2 separate regions of the Oryzias latipes genome follow, and region 2 is linked to region 1. The links are chromatin contacts, called in public Hi-C maps. All regions are on one chromosome and are shown on one strand. The core of a region is the stretch at or near the end of the contact, and the rest is flanking DNA. Distances in the headings are between cores, read along the strand shown. Region 1 has its middle 22 kb from the start of tiparp. Region 2 holds the start of ssr3 (translocon-associated protein subunit gamma).

What was found. Hi-C and Micro-C count contacts between places; a contact is called where the count stands out from the background.
Region 2: a Hi-C map of fibroblasts shows a contact between it and region 1, with 2.4 times the contacts expected there. The contact joins the promoter of ssr3 here to the enhancer-like site in region 1. A contact is called at or near these places in 3 of 5 Hi-C or Micro-C datasets (embryo, fibroblasts and gastrula embryo).

What each region holds. Positions count from the first base shown.
Region 1 is chr13:24,569,497-24,574,207 of ASM223467v1, forward strand. No RefSeq gene overlaps it. Among protein-coding and RNA genes, the nearest start is that of tiparp, 22 kb to the right of the region's middle. Within about 2 kb of position 1,910, at least 4 of the 8 cell types and tissues checked have an H3K27ac peak or open chromatin away from gene starts, as enhancers often do. A contact at or near this core is called in embryo and gastrula embryo, where this site is marked.
Region 2 is chr13:24,638,428-24,643,317 of ASM223467v1, forward strand. ssr3 (translocon-associated protein subunit gamma) reads left to right here and starts at 2,223. Exons shown (of 5, transcript XM_023961695.1): 1 at 2,223-2,504; 2 at 3,545-3,671; 3 at 3,866-3,964; 4 at 4,170-4,301; 5 at 4,635-4,865. The coding sequence starts at 2,372. The coding sequence ends at 4,701. LOC105355500 (a long non-coding RNA gene) reads right to left here and starts at 2,186. Exons shown (of 3, transcript XR_002291568.1): 1 at 2,106-2,186; 2 at 202-274.

The sequences.
Region 1 (4,711 bases), core at 660-3,159:
AGGCACGCGGTTCCAGGCCAAGGGATTTATTCAACCAACTAAAAGCACTGCAGAGCAGGAAAACAAAACTAAACTTACTGTGGGCATAGCATGAACACATGGCAGAAGGGAGTCAGGGAAGAGACGTTAATGGAGCAGCCCAAGAGGAAGGCAGAGACAAGACATAAATACAGACAGGACCGACAAGTCACAAGTGACAACGATCAGGAGAGATTGGGACCACGGAAGTAAAACTCTAAATGATGACATAACAGTAAACCTTTCAAAATAAAACAGGAAACAGAACTCGAACATGACAGAAACAAAACGGAAAGCAAGAGCCAATACAAAGAAACCCAAACCATGACATCAGGTGACTACCTCCTGAAGCTCATCAAGAGAATGCCAAGAGTGTGCAAAGCAGTAATCAAAGCAAAAGGTGGCTACTTTGAAGAACCTAGAATAGGACATATTTTCAGTTGTTTCACACTTTTGGTTATGAATGTAATTCACATGTGTTCATTCACAGTTTTGATGCCTTCAGTGTGAATCTACAACTTTCATAGTCATGGAAATAAAGAAAACTCTTTGAATGAGAAGGTGTGTCCAAACCTTTGGTCTGAACTGTATATATATATATATAGAGAGAGAGAGAGAGAGAGAGAGAGAGAGTGAGAGAGAGAGAGAGAGAGAGAGAGAGAGAGAGGAAGTTGCTTGTTTTGTCATTGATTTCTAGGCTTGTAAAACTCTAGCTCTGATTTTTACAGTATTAAATTCTTTTGCAGGCAAAATAAAACTCTACAAAGAAAATCTCAAATATTTCTAAAGCCATAATTTTGGGGGGGAAAAATGGGTTGAAAATTTTTTTTTTTAGCTTCTTTTTTCTACAGAAAAAGAACATGGGAGTTACCAATAGTTTTCCTTTCTGGCCAGGAAACCAGAAATGTACCTTAAATATTACAAAATAACGTTAATATCTTTTAAAGTAGTATCATCAAACTATTTCCTACAATGTTAAATTATCTATGTCTTTTAAAATATTTATCTTTTTTTGGGGGGGTGGGGGGGATCTGTGCATTTCCAAAGTGCTTCCAATGTGTATCCAATATTCATTCACTCCTCATTCATTGGTGATGGTTAGTTACGGTTGTAGCCACAGCTTCCCTGGGGCAGACTGACAGAGGCGTGGCTGCCAGTTCACGCCTACAGCCCCTCTGACCATCACCTGGACATTCACACACCAGTGGTGGTAAATTGGAGGCCGGGAGGGTGAAGCGCCTTGCCCAAGGACACAACGACAGTTGGCTTGGGGGAGCGGGGATCAAAAAGCCAACCCTTTGATCATTCGCTGACCTGCTCAACTGCCTCAGCTACTGCTAAGTTTATAAAGCTGTCCAATGCACCAGAGAAACAAGGATTTTTCTTGTCTTTGTGCACATTTCAAGGTTCAAGGGTCTGATCAGGCCTACGGTGTGGAATAGAGAAACCTTTCAAAAACCAAACAGTAAGACTGAATCAAAAGGTTCCTCAGACACCCGGGTTTCTGGTTCTGTTGGTGCAACATTTTAGCAGCAAGCCATAAAAAACGATTGATTTGCATGAGTTTTATGCAAAGCCATATAGCCTGGACATTTCCAGACATTCAAAGGACAAGCAGAGTGACAGCACCCTTGCACAACTGTTTGCATCCAACAGCACACTCCTTTGAATAATTAAGCTCTCTTGGATGCTCCTATGACGGCTATAGTTTATCTTTCTCCTGCAGACACAGCCCCGTGTGCTTCTCTGCAGCCTCATCTCCCCTCTTTTAGCCCTCCCGGCTTCTCTTGTCTCTGTTGCCCCCATCCCCCCCCACCCCACCCCCTATCTGCTTCTTTCATTGCTCGCCTCTTCTAACCTCAGCCACCAGGTCAAGTAGGGCCGTCTGCGTGCCAGAGGCAGTTCCTGGAGGGCGGTCAGGCAAACAAACACAGCCAGTGCCCGCCGCATGACTCACGGAGATAGACGGAGGGAGCAGAATCATTAAGATGAGGCCTTTCAAACTGTCAGGAAGTGATGAAGGAGGGTGCACTGGAATGGGGAGATAGAAGAAGCAACATGGAAGGAAAAACTGATTCAACGATAAAGGCGTGGTGAGTTTGGGTGAAAAAGAAACAGAAGAGGGCAAACAGAGGACAACCTGCACAGTTTTCAGCAGAAGGGATGAGGAAAAAAGGTAGTGTTCTCATACCTTTTCTTATATCACCTTGTCAAACCCGCCCCCCCCCCCCTTTCTCAGTGTCTTGCATTCCCTTCCAAAAAGTGAAGCTCGGCCTGACGGTTTCAGCCCAAAGGAGAGTCATCTGGAGCTGCAGCTGCGTGCAGAGAAACAACAAACACTGAGGGGAGAAAGGCTCTAAAGAGACTTCCAGCATTGATGGCAGTCAGTCAAAGGGACACAGTCGGCCACAGCACACCAGAAAAAGGACGTCATGGTACGCTTAGACACTTAAATTGGACCAAAATGATCAGAATGGGGATCTTTTACTCAGTTTCTTTTCTCTTTCCTGCTAAATTCAGCTTTATATTGACTATTGGAGATTCCTTTGACTTCCAGACTTAAAGAGACAAAAAACACATTGGATGTAACTTTCCTTTGAATTACACCAAGGAAGTGCAAAGAGTGTAACCTCTGTACATTTTACATTATTTAAAGAATTTCTTCCCACTTTACAGGTCACCAGCAAGTTAAATAATAATAATAATAATAATAATAATAATAATAATAACAATTATAATAAATATAATTATTATCATTATTATTATTGTTATAAAGACCACACAACCCTTAAAGAAAATCTCCTGATACCCTTTTAAAAATAAATTATAAAGTAGTTAAATATTTATAATCAAAGATTATTAACACATGTATTAAATACAGTTTGTGCAACTTTTACATAGATCTTTAAATACAAATAATTAGTAATTTTTTAATGATCCATGAGTTGATCAACTGATTTGACAGATTTCTTTTAGAAAATGATGGGAAGTTAGTTTGTTTGCTGATTGAATTTGAGCACAGAAACCAGAGAATCCTGCCATTGAGAGGTCTGTGCTAAACTCAAAAACATGTTGGCATTTTTTCTATCTTTATTGTCAGAACAGGAGACTGTTATTTATTGCTGCCTCTTATTAGTTTACTCTTGTCAACAAAAAATTGTGTTTCTTTAGGTTGATGGGATGTTTGAGGCCGGCCTGTGCTCAGTGCCTTTGGCAATTAAAAAGATTTTTATGCATAAATGTATTTATTGATTGCCTTTATAACACCAAAATGACTAAAAGTTGGATTTATCAAAGGCTGAATAAAGTCTGCAGTTTAGATTCTCTCTGTAACCCCCTCCATGCTGCAGCATCTCTTCAGATTTATATTATTAAATTCAGATTTATATTGTTATGGCATCGTAATAATGAAAACAAAGAGTCACTACAGGCTCCACATCTGCAAAAAAAAAAAGGCCTGAATCTTTAAGCTAGTAAGTTCGGTCTAATTCAGTCAAAATGGTATCAAAAAAAGACAAAATGCAAATTCATAGTTATTCAAGCACAGAAAGTTTTCTTGGACCACAGATTCACTCGTGTCTGAAATGAATCTTATGCATGCAGGAGAAAATATGCATAACTATGTGAAATAACACATTTAACTGCGGTATTTGATCAAGCTCATAGAAAACAGAAGTCTTCCAGCTCGGCTGGAAAGTCAGTAATTTGATCAAATCTGATCAAGTGTTGGTGAAGAAGGACAACTACCACGGAAGATGACATTAAATTCAATCTGCTTATGGTCACATTTGTGTTTCAGGCCATGAAAACAGCAACCTTTTCCTCAAAAAAAAAAAAACTTAATTCGGTGAGTTTCTGAATTCCAAACTGTTATCCTCCATTCCTGCCTTGATCGATTAGTTCTGAGAAAACACCAGGGCAGCTGATTTCCTAAGAAATGAGGAGGGAACAAGCAGGATGAAGGTGTTGATCTCTCTGACCCCCCACCCCTCTGGAGAGCTTTAGATACCAAAGACTCACTGCTGCAGGCGAGGAGAGAGGAGAGCCTTGAGACATGGCTAACATGTCAAGGACTTGACATGGAAGAAATCATTTCAAATGTTGGTTTTCATCCCACGGGACCAAAAAGAGAACAAAGGATCAGAAAAAAGAGCTCTCCTGTGAGATCAGACTATTTTATACTAAGCAGCCACATTTCAAACCAAACGGTTAAAAAAATCTTAAAAGATTTCACACCGATGAAGGCATAAAACAACAAACACTTGATTTTTCACCCAAATGGATAAAAAAAAGCTCAGCTGTAACAGATTCCTGGAACAAACGGTTTAGTTTTTCGCATAAAACATAATTCACTCTATAAAAAAAATCCCGTTTTTTGTTTTCATGACAAATAACCCCAATATGGAGTCTTTTTTGGCATGTAGTTGCCTTTTTTTTGCTGATCCACATCACCGTCTAAACATCAGTCCACTGTGAGTGTGGGCAGAGCTTCCTCTCATCCATCAAAGCCGCCCGCTCACATCAGTCCAGCTCCTAATAAATCCAGGCGCTGAAGTCCCAAGTCTGCATTCCCTTCACTTTATGTCATCAGTAAAATCCCCATGCCACAGCTGACTGACTGACAGACGGTCTGTCAGTGCTGATGAAATAATTGCCCTTCATTCCATCAGCTTTGAAATGATCTTCATCAATG
Region 2 (4,890 bases), core at 973-3,472, 69 kb after region 1:
GTTGTGCTGTTGTGTGGTTGTGTCTGACAGATCACTCACAGACAAAATAAATCTGGGGAAGAGGTAAACACGAGGAAGTAAGCGGTGATCAAGAATAAAGTTGTTCTGCTCCCTCCTCTTTGGCTTCTCTCATGGACCCCTGAAGTGCACAGCTAATTCCTAAGCTCTGCCCCAAAAAACAGGGACATCACGCAAACTCACCTCTCTGCTTTGCATTGTGGCACACGTGCACGCAAAACCCATGCCATCAGCTGTGCATGCATGCAGCTTACTCCTGCAGAGGAAAAAGGAAACCAGCTCAGCAGGAGGTGAAGCAGTGGGTCAGCTAGAGCAGCAGAACAAATGCTGGTTGTTGGTTTTTGTTTTGTTTTTCTCATCAGGTTTATTGTTTTGTTTGTTTTTTTGTATTCATTGTAGATCCCCTCTGGCAGGCGTGTCACAGGCTTGAAGGATTAGGTGAAGAAAGGAAAAGAACATTTAAATGTACTTGTCCGTTCATGCATATGTGGCTGCTGGGTCTAATCACCTTGATGTGTGACACATTTTATGAGGAAAAAAGTCTGGAAGAATAGCAAAAAATAGAATATACGTTTATTTTCTATCCTTTTTAAAAATTGTACCTACAGAGTCAACAGTCCGGAAAGTTATGTAGCTTTTCATGTGGGTTAACACATGAGCTGCTTATGGAACCAGAACTTTTAATAGTGTAAAAAAAATAAAGAAATAAACAACTAAAAGTGAAGAATTGATTCTAACTTCTTGTAGCTGCAACATTTTTTACTTTAATTAAAAACAAACTAAATATTTCTGGTGATTCAGAGCTGGGGGACTTTCTTCAAACAAGACAGCAAATACTGACCTCTAGTGGACAAAGTCTGAATTTCTATTTGCCAGAACTTGTTTAATTGCACTTTTGTTTCAGTCAGTTCTATCAGAATTTTTTGTTCACAATTAAAAATGATTTGAATAAAAAATATTTCATAATAACAATTTCATTTGAGTGAGATATTACCAGGTAATTTATAATGTCTTGTCCAGTGCAACGATCAGTTATAACCTGAGATCGAAGACCCACACTGATAAAATTTGTGTTTTTGGTGTTTTTTAACATGTTTTTGTCGCATTTTTCTCATGATGGGGGACATATAAAAAGAATTTTTAGCTTAAAATTGCATTTCTGAGAATTTCTTTATTCAAATAGTTGTAAATTAGGAGCAGATGAAAAAATGTGACGTAGAAAATACGTTGGGCGGACAACAAGCTCCCTGCTCCGCTGCATTCTGAAGCATCCACTTGTAGACGATTAGATCCATGTATGTCTTTGGTTTCCTCGTCTGAGCTGACATATGCCTCAGAACTGTACGGCTGGATAGCTCCAACATTGCTCGCCGTTTTTGTTGCTCTGGTCATATTTTACCTACATTCCCTCTCGCTCCCTACGCTCCTCCTCTTCCTTGCTTTCCGTCCACCCGGCCAGTCTCTCCATGGCCTCTGCAATATAGACACTCCCCATTTCAAATCCAGGTTAAACACTCACTTTTCTCACTGATTCTTTGTTTTTTTTCATGCCGGCTGATCTGATTTTATTGTGTTTTTAACATTTACTGCTTTTTGTGGTTTTATTGGACTGCTGTGGTGACTTTGGGCAATGAGAAAGGCACTTCAGATTAAATGCATTTAAATTATTAATTCTAGTAAGAAAAGAATAAATTTGCTGAATCAATCTGCAACTTCCACTCAGGTATTTAACAGTGATCAACAGTTTAAATTCTGTCTCTGTGCCCCGGCCAAACACACCTAGTTAACCTGAACTCTCTTTTTGAAGTTTGATTGATGATCTTCTGTCATTTGTTTCCTCCACCTGACCTCAGGCCTGCTGAACGTTTATGAGGCACTGGAAGGTTTCTAAGAAACTAAAAATTCCTGACATCTCAAGAGGTTTTCTGGAAGATAAATGTCAGGGGGGTGAGATTTCCCATTTTAGCACTAAACACTCTTATTAGACATACAAAACGGGATTAAATGTGGGTCAGTGAAACCCAACAGAATTTTTCCTATATATACTTTAGGTAAAATTTAAATTTTAACTGTGTGGTGTGGCTTACCCTAAGCAGTGATGAAGCAAGTGATTATTTGTTGCATTTTTATCCCCGTCTGGGTGGGAGGTTTGCTGAAACGGTGCCACGAGGCAAGAAGTGCAGCGCTTTGGTCCTCCGTCCTCCAGGGGGCAGCAGCGGCCACACTGAGAGGAAGTGGTGAATGAAGTCCCGGGATTGTGCTGACGCGTCCCTCTTTCCTCTTTCTTCCGACGTGTCAGTCCTCTTGTGTCCAGACAAAACCGAGGAGCTCACAGACCGTACATCTCGCAGATATGCCCCCGAAAGGCAGCACCAAGCAGCAGTCAGAGGAGGACCTGCTTCTCCAGGACTTCAGCAGGAACCTGTCGGCAAAGTCCACCGCTTTGTTTTACGGAAACGCTCTCATCGTCTCCGCCATCCCCATCTGTGAGTACAACTAGCTAGCTAGCTAGCTAGCCTGCTGAGATGGGTCTGAATAACAAGAAAAGATTGACTTTGATTTAAATGAAAACGTCGACAGATCCGTCAAAACGCCAGAAATGTAGTCGTGAATTTGTTTTTGCACGATATATGTTAATTTGAATTAAAAAGGGGGAGTGGTAGTACTTATGCTAATAATATTTTAGCTTTAGCTAACTGAGATTTCCATCAGAGATCAGTTCAGAAATAGTTTACCCCTCACAAGAATTAACTTAGAAACTATTCTGTTTTTATACAAGTTAAACTAATAAATACTATTTATGGAAGCAGCTTTTTTTTCAGCTCCACAAATGCCTATGAAAAAGCACGCATGTTTGCTCGTTTTTTAATTTATTTTTATTTTAGTCTATACAAAATTTCTAAAACGTCCAACAAGTTTCTCTTAGACTATTTTTGGAAAGGAAAAGTAATGACTAAGATTCAAAACTGCAAACTGCTACACAAATATGGGATTAAATAGCACTTTGACATGCTATCTGTTTGTTTATTTAAATGCATTCAATTATTTGTTACACAAATATACATTTGATTAACCTATAACTAACCTCGCCGACATCTGGCACAGCCCTCTCTGTTACCAGTCCCAAACTTGGAGGTAGCTGCTGGCATGGACGTCTTTTTAAGCTCTAAAATTTTAAAGTTTATAGTTTGTCTTTATCTTTGTATTTTAATTCACTATATCTTGTATTTTTTTAATGATGTTGACAATTGGACGTCAAGTAATGAGATGCGTTTCTAAAGATTCTATTCTAACATTGAATTGATCTAAAAATGTTAGGATCTTTAGAAAGTTTTTAAAACCTTAAAAAAAGTGGTAATAATATGAGGAAATAGGATTTGAATAAAAGTTTTCAAAACAAATTATTGTTTTTCTTTCTGCATTTAAAATGTTTAATGTTAACTAAAAGTTGTTTCACTTGGACTTCATCTGCTCTCTGGATCTTCTCAGAAGAAGCCCATAGTAAGTGTTGTGTGGTTCCTTCCAGGGCTGTTCTGGAGGATCTGGCACATGGACCTGGTCCAGTCTGCAGTCTTGTACGCTGTGATGACCCTGGTCAGCACTTACCTGGTTGCTTTTGCCTACAAAAATGTCAAGTTTGTGCTCAAACACAAGTAAGTATTAAAAAAAAGAAGAAATGAAATAGCTCTTCATTTATTAAAGTAAAGAGAAAAAGCTATATTTCAGTTGAAACTGGGAAAAAACGAGGGTCCAAATGTATTTATTAGTTTTTCTAACCAGAACGACTGCTTCACAGTACTCTGCAGGACCTCTGAGCCCACATCTGTAAATGTTTTTGTTTTATTAGGGTTGCCCAAAAACGTGAAGATGCTGTTTCCAAGGAAGTTACCAGGAAGTTGTCTGAGGCCGACAACCGCAAGATGTCTCGCAAAGAGAAAGACGAAAGGTGAACCACGCTAAGTGATGCTGTTTTTACGCAGGAATTGGATTGGAAGTTATTGTTTGAAATCAAGTTCTGAGTGAATTCAAGTTGTTTGCTGTTATTTTGTTGCTACAGATGCAGGACAGCCATGGCGGATGAGCTTTATTCTATCTGTACGTTTTGTGTTCATGGGAGTGATTCCCGTTGTGTTTTCCTGTCTTCTGACCAGGATTCTGTGGAAGAAGAACGAGGTAGCGGACTACGAGGCTACCACCTTCTCCATCTTCTACAACAACACGCTCTTCTTGGTGCTCGTCATCATCGCTTCCTTCTTCTTGCTGAAGAGCTTCAACCCCACTGTGTATCCTTTTCAGAGATGTTGCATATGTCAAGTTTTCATGAGACTATGGCACTGATGGTGCTCGCTTTATTAAGTGTTTACAGGTCATTTCACATTAGTCAATAAAATTAGTTATTTTGGCCAATGGAATTTACATTTATCTTATTTTTTCAGATGTTGCAGACTGACATAAGCATGTCCTTAATACCATAAGACTGTTTTTAGAACAAAACCTGTTTAACTTCCATCATAGTTTAAAGCACTACTTTTATAGGTCAGATGTTCAGTTTGTGAGGCCGCACCGGTCTAGTTTAGGAACGTTTGCCTTTTATCCTTAACTCCTTCTTTCTCCAGCAACTACATTCTGTCCATCAGCGCCTCCTCAGGTCTCATCGCTCTGCTTTCAACGGGCTCAAAGTAACGGACAAAGGCGTGGATGACGGAAGGACCTGGCTGGGGGGTGGGGGGGGGGGGGTTCAAAAAATACATTTCATTTTCCTGAAATGTGTGATCAAATGTCTGGAGGCTGCCTCTCCAGGTCCAGCTTTTTTGTTCTTGTTTTGTAAAATAAAAAAATCCAAAGTACTTGACCAGCCTGAGAGCCTTTTTC